Linked DNA regions of Bombyx mori: region 1 is linked to region 2. The links are chromatin contacts, called in public Hi-C maps. All regions are on one chromosome and are shown on one strand. Each heading gives the region's core, a stretch centred on a gene start, on an enhancer-like site or on the middle of the called end of the contact. The rest is flanking DNA. Distances are from core to core; before and after follow the strand shown.

Region 1 (4,392 bases), core at 1,313-3,812, 520 kb before region 2:
TGTCATCTGAAATGGAGCAAAATGCAATTTATTTTATGTCACAATAAAAGTATTAACCGAATTTGGTTCGAACGAATCACGATTTTGGTTCACTACTGAACCAAATCTGATCGCCTGCGAACATAATTATTATTAATGGAGTCCGCTAATTTTGCACATCGTTTAATAATATCTATACCGTATAATATATTGCTCGGTATTCGGTAGTGTGGACGGTTAAGCAGAACAAACGGCCGCGCGTTTCCTCATTTTATATCTTGGAGAAAATCTTTACGGAACGCGATTCAATTAAACAAAGATTTACCATGTTTGTGGGGTACATAATATCACAATTTAGGTCGCAACCGAGATGCTGGAAAGCAATAATTTACAATACTTAAGTAATGAAACTGAAAAATTTGAAAACGACAAACTAGAAAGAAAAAATTTTTGGGAGAATATCTAACTGTGATGATATATTTAAATTAAACTTCAATTCTCTTCTTAATGCAAGATACTTTATCATAACATGGCAATACGCTGCTCTTTTGCAGAAACGGACTTTCTCATAACAATATCATTTTTTGTGATCTGAGGTTTGAGTAAATTTAATAAATTTTCAAAGTTTGCACTGTTCCTTTGTAGATATAATTTAAATTTATGACTAAATGCGTCGTTTTCTTAAATACAGTTTCGCCCATTCTATAATTTTTCAGCTTTTTATGTGGTGATTGTTGCTAGTTTTACTGCTACCACCATAATTTTTGTATACAATGACAAGATGACAACTGTGTGTACCTGACAGCTTACATGAGCAACTGTCCAATCTGGTGGTCTGTATCGAGAATGTATTTGGTAGGCGGATTTGGTCCGTTTGACTAAATTTGAGCATGTTTTAAAGCCTTAAAATAGTGTAAATTTACTAAGACCTCAAAAGGCTTTTTGAAAGATGTCAAGAAGCTACATCCATTTGTGCACCATATCCACACATTGATTTTGTTTCATTTTCCCACACCTTTGCAGCTGCTAAAAGTTTACGTTTTTTCAACTGATTCCTTAGGATCCGACAAGACTTGCATCTTGGATTTCTTTGAAATCTTTTATAGGCTTCATCACCAATGATGACACCTCTGCATTTTTTTGAATATCTGAAAATAAAATTCAATATATATGATAAAATAAGTATAAACTTTTCATCCTAGTAGTATTACTAGCAGAGGAATACTTCTACCATCATATCAGGTATTTGAACTCTGCCAGAAATATGGGAAAAGAGTTTGTATAGTAATCCGCAATACTTTGAATGATTCATTCTAGAAAATTCTAGATGGGTACATTTGATATTGATGATTACTTTAAACATATTGGTGTAGGTGTAAACAGTTCCCCAGCATTAAAAAGGTGTAAACAGTTTAAGACTTGTAAAATTTCAAATAATCTTACTTGTTTCTCTCGATTTGGGTACCAACACACAGGGGCCACTTTTCAACAGATTTTAAGTAATCGTAAATATTTTCAAATGAACAAATTTTTAGATCTGTACATAATTCTTCATTATTTAAAAGAATTACCTGCAATGTAATTTTGTTTAAATAAAGTGTAGTTATTATAAACATGCCCACATAACTATTCATACCGTTATTGATAAGTCTTCATTTAAACGTATATGATTTTTTATTTGCTTGCATGCACGATCAATTCTCATAAACTCTAATTGTCTAGGTTTTTCTATGTAAAACCAAAACTCTGGCAGTATTAAAAAGTTGCTAACATTATTTTTGAAATAATCAATAGATTCAATCAGTTCTTGTTCCCTTGAATCATTATGCGTTTTCTCGATCTGAAGTTGTTCTTGGAAACTTTCTTGACTTTGTTCTATGTAATCTGTAGAATAGCAACTGTTCTGCGGATCTATTAGTAGTTCCTGTACCTTGAGGATACTTTGCTGTTGGTCTAGTAAAGGATGAAATTGATGCTCAATTGTTGGCAAAGCTTCTTCCTTTAGTACTTTCTTTAGTAAATACGAGAAATAAATAACTTCACCAATTTTAATTTTATCATACATTTTTATATGCTCCTCTTTAAAATGAAATTGACAAATAGAGTCTGTTGCTTTTAAATTAATGCCCATTGACTTTGTCCAATTTATTAACCTTGTTGGTGTCTACAACATAAATGGATCATTGTTTTAAATTATCAATAAGTACATGCAAAGGAAAGTGCTATATGAAAAATATTAAATAGTTTGCACACCGTTGGTTGAAAAAAAGACAAAGGCATTTGATAATTTTTTTTCTTGCCTGTACGCCCACTTGAACAACTCTTCACCACACAAACTTTGACCATAGTGGCAAAATTAATTAAATGGTTCTGTTTAAGGAGATAAAATTAATATGGGATTGGTATTACATGTGTAGTTTAAATTACAGTAAATATCACTATACATTAAAAATTAGATAATCAGTAAACAAGTTAAACCATCAATAACTCTACTACATTTATGTAGATAGTCTAATTTAATTTAAATTATAACTAAATTTTCTAAAAACTAATAGGTATAAATAATAAAAAATGTGTTTTCTAAGGGGTTTTATGACCTGGTAACTAAGACCTTTAGGTCATATATTATTTTATTTTATATTCTTATTTTAATGAAAAATTATAATATGGTATGAAATGAAGATGATTAATTTGAGACATAAATCAAATGGGATGAAATTAAAAGAAATGAGCTGAGATGATATGGGATGAAGTATAATCTCCAGCGGCTTTGTTTAATTTTCCCACATTTGTGCACTTAATGGACACTTACCATCAGCAGAGCCGTAATACTGGTTAATCGTCAACAGCGGCCCAGTAAAATCAAGGGAATAAACTGACACTTCAGTTGCCTTTTTAAAGGAATTCGAGTAGACACATTCGGAGACCTTGTCTTATTTTCCCTCAGTTGTGTATTTTCACAGACGCTAACAGATAAATAAGCCTCCATTATTGCACGTTTAAACCTGAAGGAACACTTAACAAAAAAGAAGCAATTCACACCATTTCGCGTCTCACGTACGCGTCAATAAATTCTGCTTTTCGATCTTTGTTACTGAAGATTTAACTGTATGGGCTCTGTCCTCTTTGCCTATCCACTAGTGGATAATCATAGATAATAGGTATGAAGAATCGAACCATAGATTATAGATATGACATGGAAATTGTAATCGAACAAAAAACATTAAACAACACATGTGTGTTTTGATTTGAGGTTTTCTTGAGGCTTGAGGTTATCTGCGGGCTATTATTAGCGTTTTGGTTCGAATTTAGTAACCCATTATTCAGTAAACATGAAAGTAAAAAAGCAGCATCGTAAAAAAAAGTATTTACACAAGTTAAATCGACGGCGTATGAATAGGAAACAAAAAAGTACAGGGAACGTTCAATGGTTCGTAATATCGAAAATATTTGAAATGTACTGCATCGTCCATAACTTTGTCAATAATATTTATTTAAATTACAGTTCAATTGTCAAGGAAGCATGGAATAATAAAAAAACTTCTGCTCGAAATCTAAGGGAAATGGGTCTTGTAAGTGATCCAAACAAAACTATAAAAATACCAAATTTCAAACAGACTCAAATTCAAAGGGCGAAACAAATGGTAAACCAGATCGATTCAGATGAAGAAGTGGAAACAGTTGTAAGACTTCCACCAAAGAAGGAAGTAGCTGAGAAATTAGAAAAACAGGCCAAGGCGCCTCGGAAAAGGAAGTTTATGTAAGGACAACAAACTGTTTACAAATTGATATTATTTTCCAAATCATTTTGTAAAGTTCTAAATTTAAAACTTGTGTTTATTAAAGCAAAATTGATTCCAGGTTACCTAAGGGTCAGGTTGAATTTATCACATATTTATTAGACAAATATGGCAACGACTACAAAGCTATGGAAAGAGACAAAAAGAATTATTATCAGGAAACTTGGAAACAATTGCGATCTAAAATAAAAACATTCATGGGTATACCTGCACAGTATAGTGTATACCTGCAGGAAAGAGGAATGCTGGACAAAGAATTGGATGAAGATGAATTAAAAAAACAAGCAATAGCATTAGCTATGGACGATTAGCTTTTAGAAAATATATGATTAAGTTATAGATATTGAGCCTTTCTATTGAACAATTTACCGACCTCAGAAGCATGGGTGAAACTAAAAAAAACAATTTGTCTTTGTACAATTACAAGTGTATTTTGTATAAGTTTTAATTATAAATTGGACAGTATCTTATTGATTTATTCAAGTTAAACTCCATAGATATCTTAGTGACTGTTTAATTTTATTGGGTTTTACAATCATTAGGTATGTCCTTGATTGGTTTTACCTTCTTTAATTCTTCATACCATTCCTTCTCCATGTCGAGTAGTTGTTGA
Region 2 (3,918 bases), core at 1,139-3,638:
ATAATGCAATGTTTGTTTACAGTACACAATAATTATACAACACAACACAATCAAAATAGGTGTAATATCCCATGAACATATTATTTGAAATAATAATAGAAACAAGAATCAAAATATGCAAATTTTTTACATGGTGATGGTGAGTGGTTACCGTCATCCATGGACTTCAGCCAGGGGCTTAGCCAAGCCCCTGCCTACTGTTAAGTACTCTCCACAGCCCTCGTTTGAAGAAGGGCATGTCATAGCGCTTCGGAAACACCATGAAGGGGAGCTCATTTCAAAGCCGTATGGTACATGGCAAAAATATGTATGGAAACACACTGTGGATGAACTGAGTGGCTCAAGGTAGTGTGGACAAACTCTATTTCGGTGGTCGGCGGTGCGATGGTAAAAACGAGATGATGGAATCATTTCAAACAGTTCCTCATAGCACTCCCCATAGAACATATTATTATGGTAATAAATTCACATTTATACAGATATAAATTATTTAAAATTTAAAATTTTTATTTAAAATTAAAAACAAATTACTTAAATGAAATAATTATGTTGTATTTATACTTACAGCAATTTCCCTACATGCTGACATAGAAAGTCCAGTTCCTTCAATTTGTTTCAAAGCATAATCTTTGGTATCGGAGCCATCCTTCCTTCTGGCTTTATATACATGGCCATATGTACCTCTACCTACTTTACAGCCCTCATAGTCGAACAAGTCTTCCACTTTGGAACGTTCATTTTGAGTCTTGATTTTGAAATCGTAGTCCATCATCACAGCCGCCATGGTCTTATTTTGAAAGTTGTCTCCCATTGTTACGGTCGGGAAATGCAGTTTGGATCCCTGACTAATTAGGATTTATATTTTATTACACTTTAAATCATTTTGAATACCTTCCCTCACAAGTTATATACAAGACGTTATTCACTGAGCAAGTAATCACTACGTTATAACATTATTCTCCGTGAATTAGTGAAAAAGCCGTTATATCTAGTTCATGAGTGCAAATTATATCTATACTAGCCTAAATCTTTAAATTAAAACACTAAAACTAGCTTAAATAATTAAATTAAGTTTCATTCTCAAATAAATTAAGTGTATAATCTATGGTTTCATCTGCTTTTTTTTAAGTGATTTTATGACCTGGTAACTAAGACCTTTAAGTCATGTCTTATTTTAATTTATATTCTTATTTTTATGAAAAATGATAATATGGAGGGAAATGAAATGAAAATGATTAATCAACTGGGATGAAATTAAATGAAATGAGATGATATAGGATGAATATAATCTTAGTAAAATGGTGGTCATTTACTAAGATTTTTTCAGTGAACTTTTTGGAGGATCCCGAGAAGTTGCGTCCAGCGGCTTTGTTTCATTTTCCCACATTTGTGCACTTTCACAGATATTAAACAGTTAATAAACCACCGTTATTACACATTTAAACTTGAAGAAACACTAAATAGACAAAATAAAACAAATCACACAACTTCACTCCTCGCGTTCCCGCCAAAAAGTTTAAGTTTCATCTGTGATCATTAAAGTAGCCATATGCATATTTTTAAGGGATTTTACGACCTGGTAACTAAGACTTATAAGTCAAGTCTTATTTTAATTTAATGAAAACTTTTGTTTAATATGAAAAATTATAGAAATGAAATGAGATGAAAACGAAATGAAATACAATGAAAACGAAGTGAAATGAAACGAGATGAAATGATATGGGATTATATTTCAAATCTCAGTAAACTGGTGGTCATTCACTAAGACTTTTGAAGTGGACTTTTTGGAGGATCCCGAGAAGTTACGTTCAGCGGCTTTGTTTCATTTTCCCACATTTGTGCGCTTTCACAGATATTAAACAATTAATAAGCCACTGTTAATACACATTTAAACCTGAAGAAACACTAAATAGACAAAAAAAACAAATCACACAACTTCACTCCTCGCGTTCCCGCCAAATTATTTATGGTAATTTATGTCCGGGTAACTAAGACCTTTAAGTCATGTCTTATTTTAATTTATATTCTTATTTTTATGAAAAATGATAATATGGAGTGAAATGAAATGAAATGAAGACGATTGATTTGTAACATTAATCAACCGGGATGAAATGAAATGAGATGATATAGCATGAAATAATATAATCTCAGAAAAATGGTGGTCATTTACTGAGATTTTTTCAGTGGATCCCATATCATCTCATCTTATTTCATTTAATTTCGTGCCAATTGATTAATGTTACAAATTAATCATCTTCATTTCATTTCACTTCATATTATCATTTTTCATAAAAAAATTATAACCGATTAAGGTGTATGGTATGATACTTTTGCCTTCATAGTTGGAAAAATATAACTACTACTACTACTACAATACTGTTAATTGACAGTTGCCAGTGTCAATATGTCTAAATTTATCTGTGGTGTGGTGTCAAAATAAATTCACTTCGCAATAGTCGGACAATGGTCAGCAGGTTTATGGATTTCATCTTTATGCTTAAACAAATTTGTTTACTAGTCTTTGTTATTAAATAAACGTGTTCATATTTATCAAGGTAAATAATTTCATTTTATATTATTTAATGTCCAGTCCAGTGTGAGTTGTTACACTTTAGAAGTCACAATGGAGGACCAAGGGAACAGTGATGAAAATATAGTAAACGCAATTGATGTTTTAACGAATATGTTTGGAAACATTGTGAGTAATGATGTGATTGTAACTATTGCTGAAAGCTGCTGCGGCAATCGTAAGTAACTGATATTTTATGTTATTAAATGTACCTTGTACATACCAGGTACTTAGGTCCTTTAGTAATTGCACAAACGCTACCCCATCCCCAGGTAATCGCGGTATTGATTTTCCACCCTCTGATTGCAAACATAAATAAAGCTATCGATAGATGCATGGTCCCTGGCTGTTGTCAATAACAACGCATTCTGGGAACCCAGTTTAAGGGATTGGTTTCCATAGCAACACTCATTAACGTAGTGATTGATTGCGTAGCAAATTTTTTGTTGTGTTGAATTACTGCTTTTTATTTTGTTTTTTAGTGGTGGACCTTTACAATTAGTTGGTTAACTTGTATTGTTTTTATTTATTTGTCCAAAATAGAGTAGAAAAATAAGCATTTGCAATTTTATTAAATAAAATAGTTTTTAACATAAACTTAGGTATTATAATTTTTGTAAAATAATGTTTATGAATATATGTTAATTTTGTTTTCATTCCATTTCTGTATATAATGACACTAAAACTCAGACAAAATGTTAAGAATCTATTCTATTTCTTTCTAAAGCATAACAGTATTACTTAATTTGGGAATTAAATTGATGTAATTTGTGAAGGGACAGTAATTAGTACTGAAATCTATTACCCTCTTCTAACATAATGGTAATAGATGTTATTGGAGGAAAAATAATAATAATCTGAATAGTAAAATAAATAAAACACAAAAACGAAATGGGAGTTATTTAAAAGAGAAGTGACTAGTGCCTGGGATAGAGGTGTTTTCCCACTCCACAACATCACCCAAAAGGATGATGGGAGATCTAATTATAACAACAGAATATATCTCCTTCCACCCCAACAACCCCTCCTACCACCCTGCCATTTTCGTACTGTTAAATTGTTCAAACACAATTGAAATTACATTTAAACTGCTGTTGCTGGGATAAAAAGAAATTAAATTGTTTGGAGACAGTTGAATTAGCTATTTAATCAAAATAATTATGATTGAGAAAACATGTAAACAGATTGATTGATCTTGAATCTAGCGAAACACCTCACCCTTCTGTTAGGTGGAGGCATGTAGGGGTGGTCCCCTGTCAGGTGTATCCACCCTCCGGATTTAATCTAGACGAGAGAGAGCTTGTTGTATAACATTTGCAATGCTTATAGTTGACATTTTATGAGATTTA

The links. Hi-C and Micro-C count contacts between places; a contact is called where the count stands out from the background.
Region 1: a contact with region 2 is called in a Hi-C map of whole pupa, with 2.9 times the contacts expected there. The contact joins the promoter of LOC101736994 here to the promoter of LOC101736423 in region 2. A contact is called at or near these places in 2 of 7 Hi-C or Micro-C datasets (posterior silk gland and whole pupa).

Annotation. Positions count from the first base shown.
Region 1 is chr23:11,035,329-11,039,720 of ASM3026992v2, reverse strand. LOC101736994 reads right to left here and starts at 2,562. Exons shown (of 4, transcript XM_062675250.1): 1 at 2,233-2,562; 2 at 1,751-2,143; 3 at 1,423-1,550; 4 at 1-1,127. The coding sequence starts at 2,325. The coding sequence ends at 932. LOC692929 reads left to right here and starts at 3,179. Exons shown (of 4, transcript NM_001046771.1): 1 at 3,179-3,409; 2 at 3,485-3,739; 3 at 3,841-4,059; 4 at 4,061-4,132. The coding sequence starts at 3,312. The coding sequence ends at 4,070. LOC101736777 (protein DPCD) reads right to left here. Exons shown (of 4, transcript XM_004932619.5): 4 at 4,185-4,392. The coding sequence ends at 4,299.
Region 2 is chr23:10,511,457-10,515,374 of ASM3026992v2, reverse strand. LOC101736423 reads left to right here and starts at 2,388. Exons shown (of 8, transcript XM_038019153.2): 1 at 2,388-2,747. The coding sequence starts at 2,624. cdk8 (cyclin dependent kinase 8) reads right to left here and starts at 1,049. Exons shown (of 8, transcript NM_001168582.2): 1 at 566-1,049. The coding sequence starts at 811.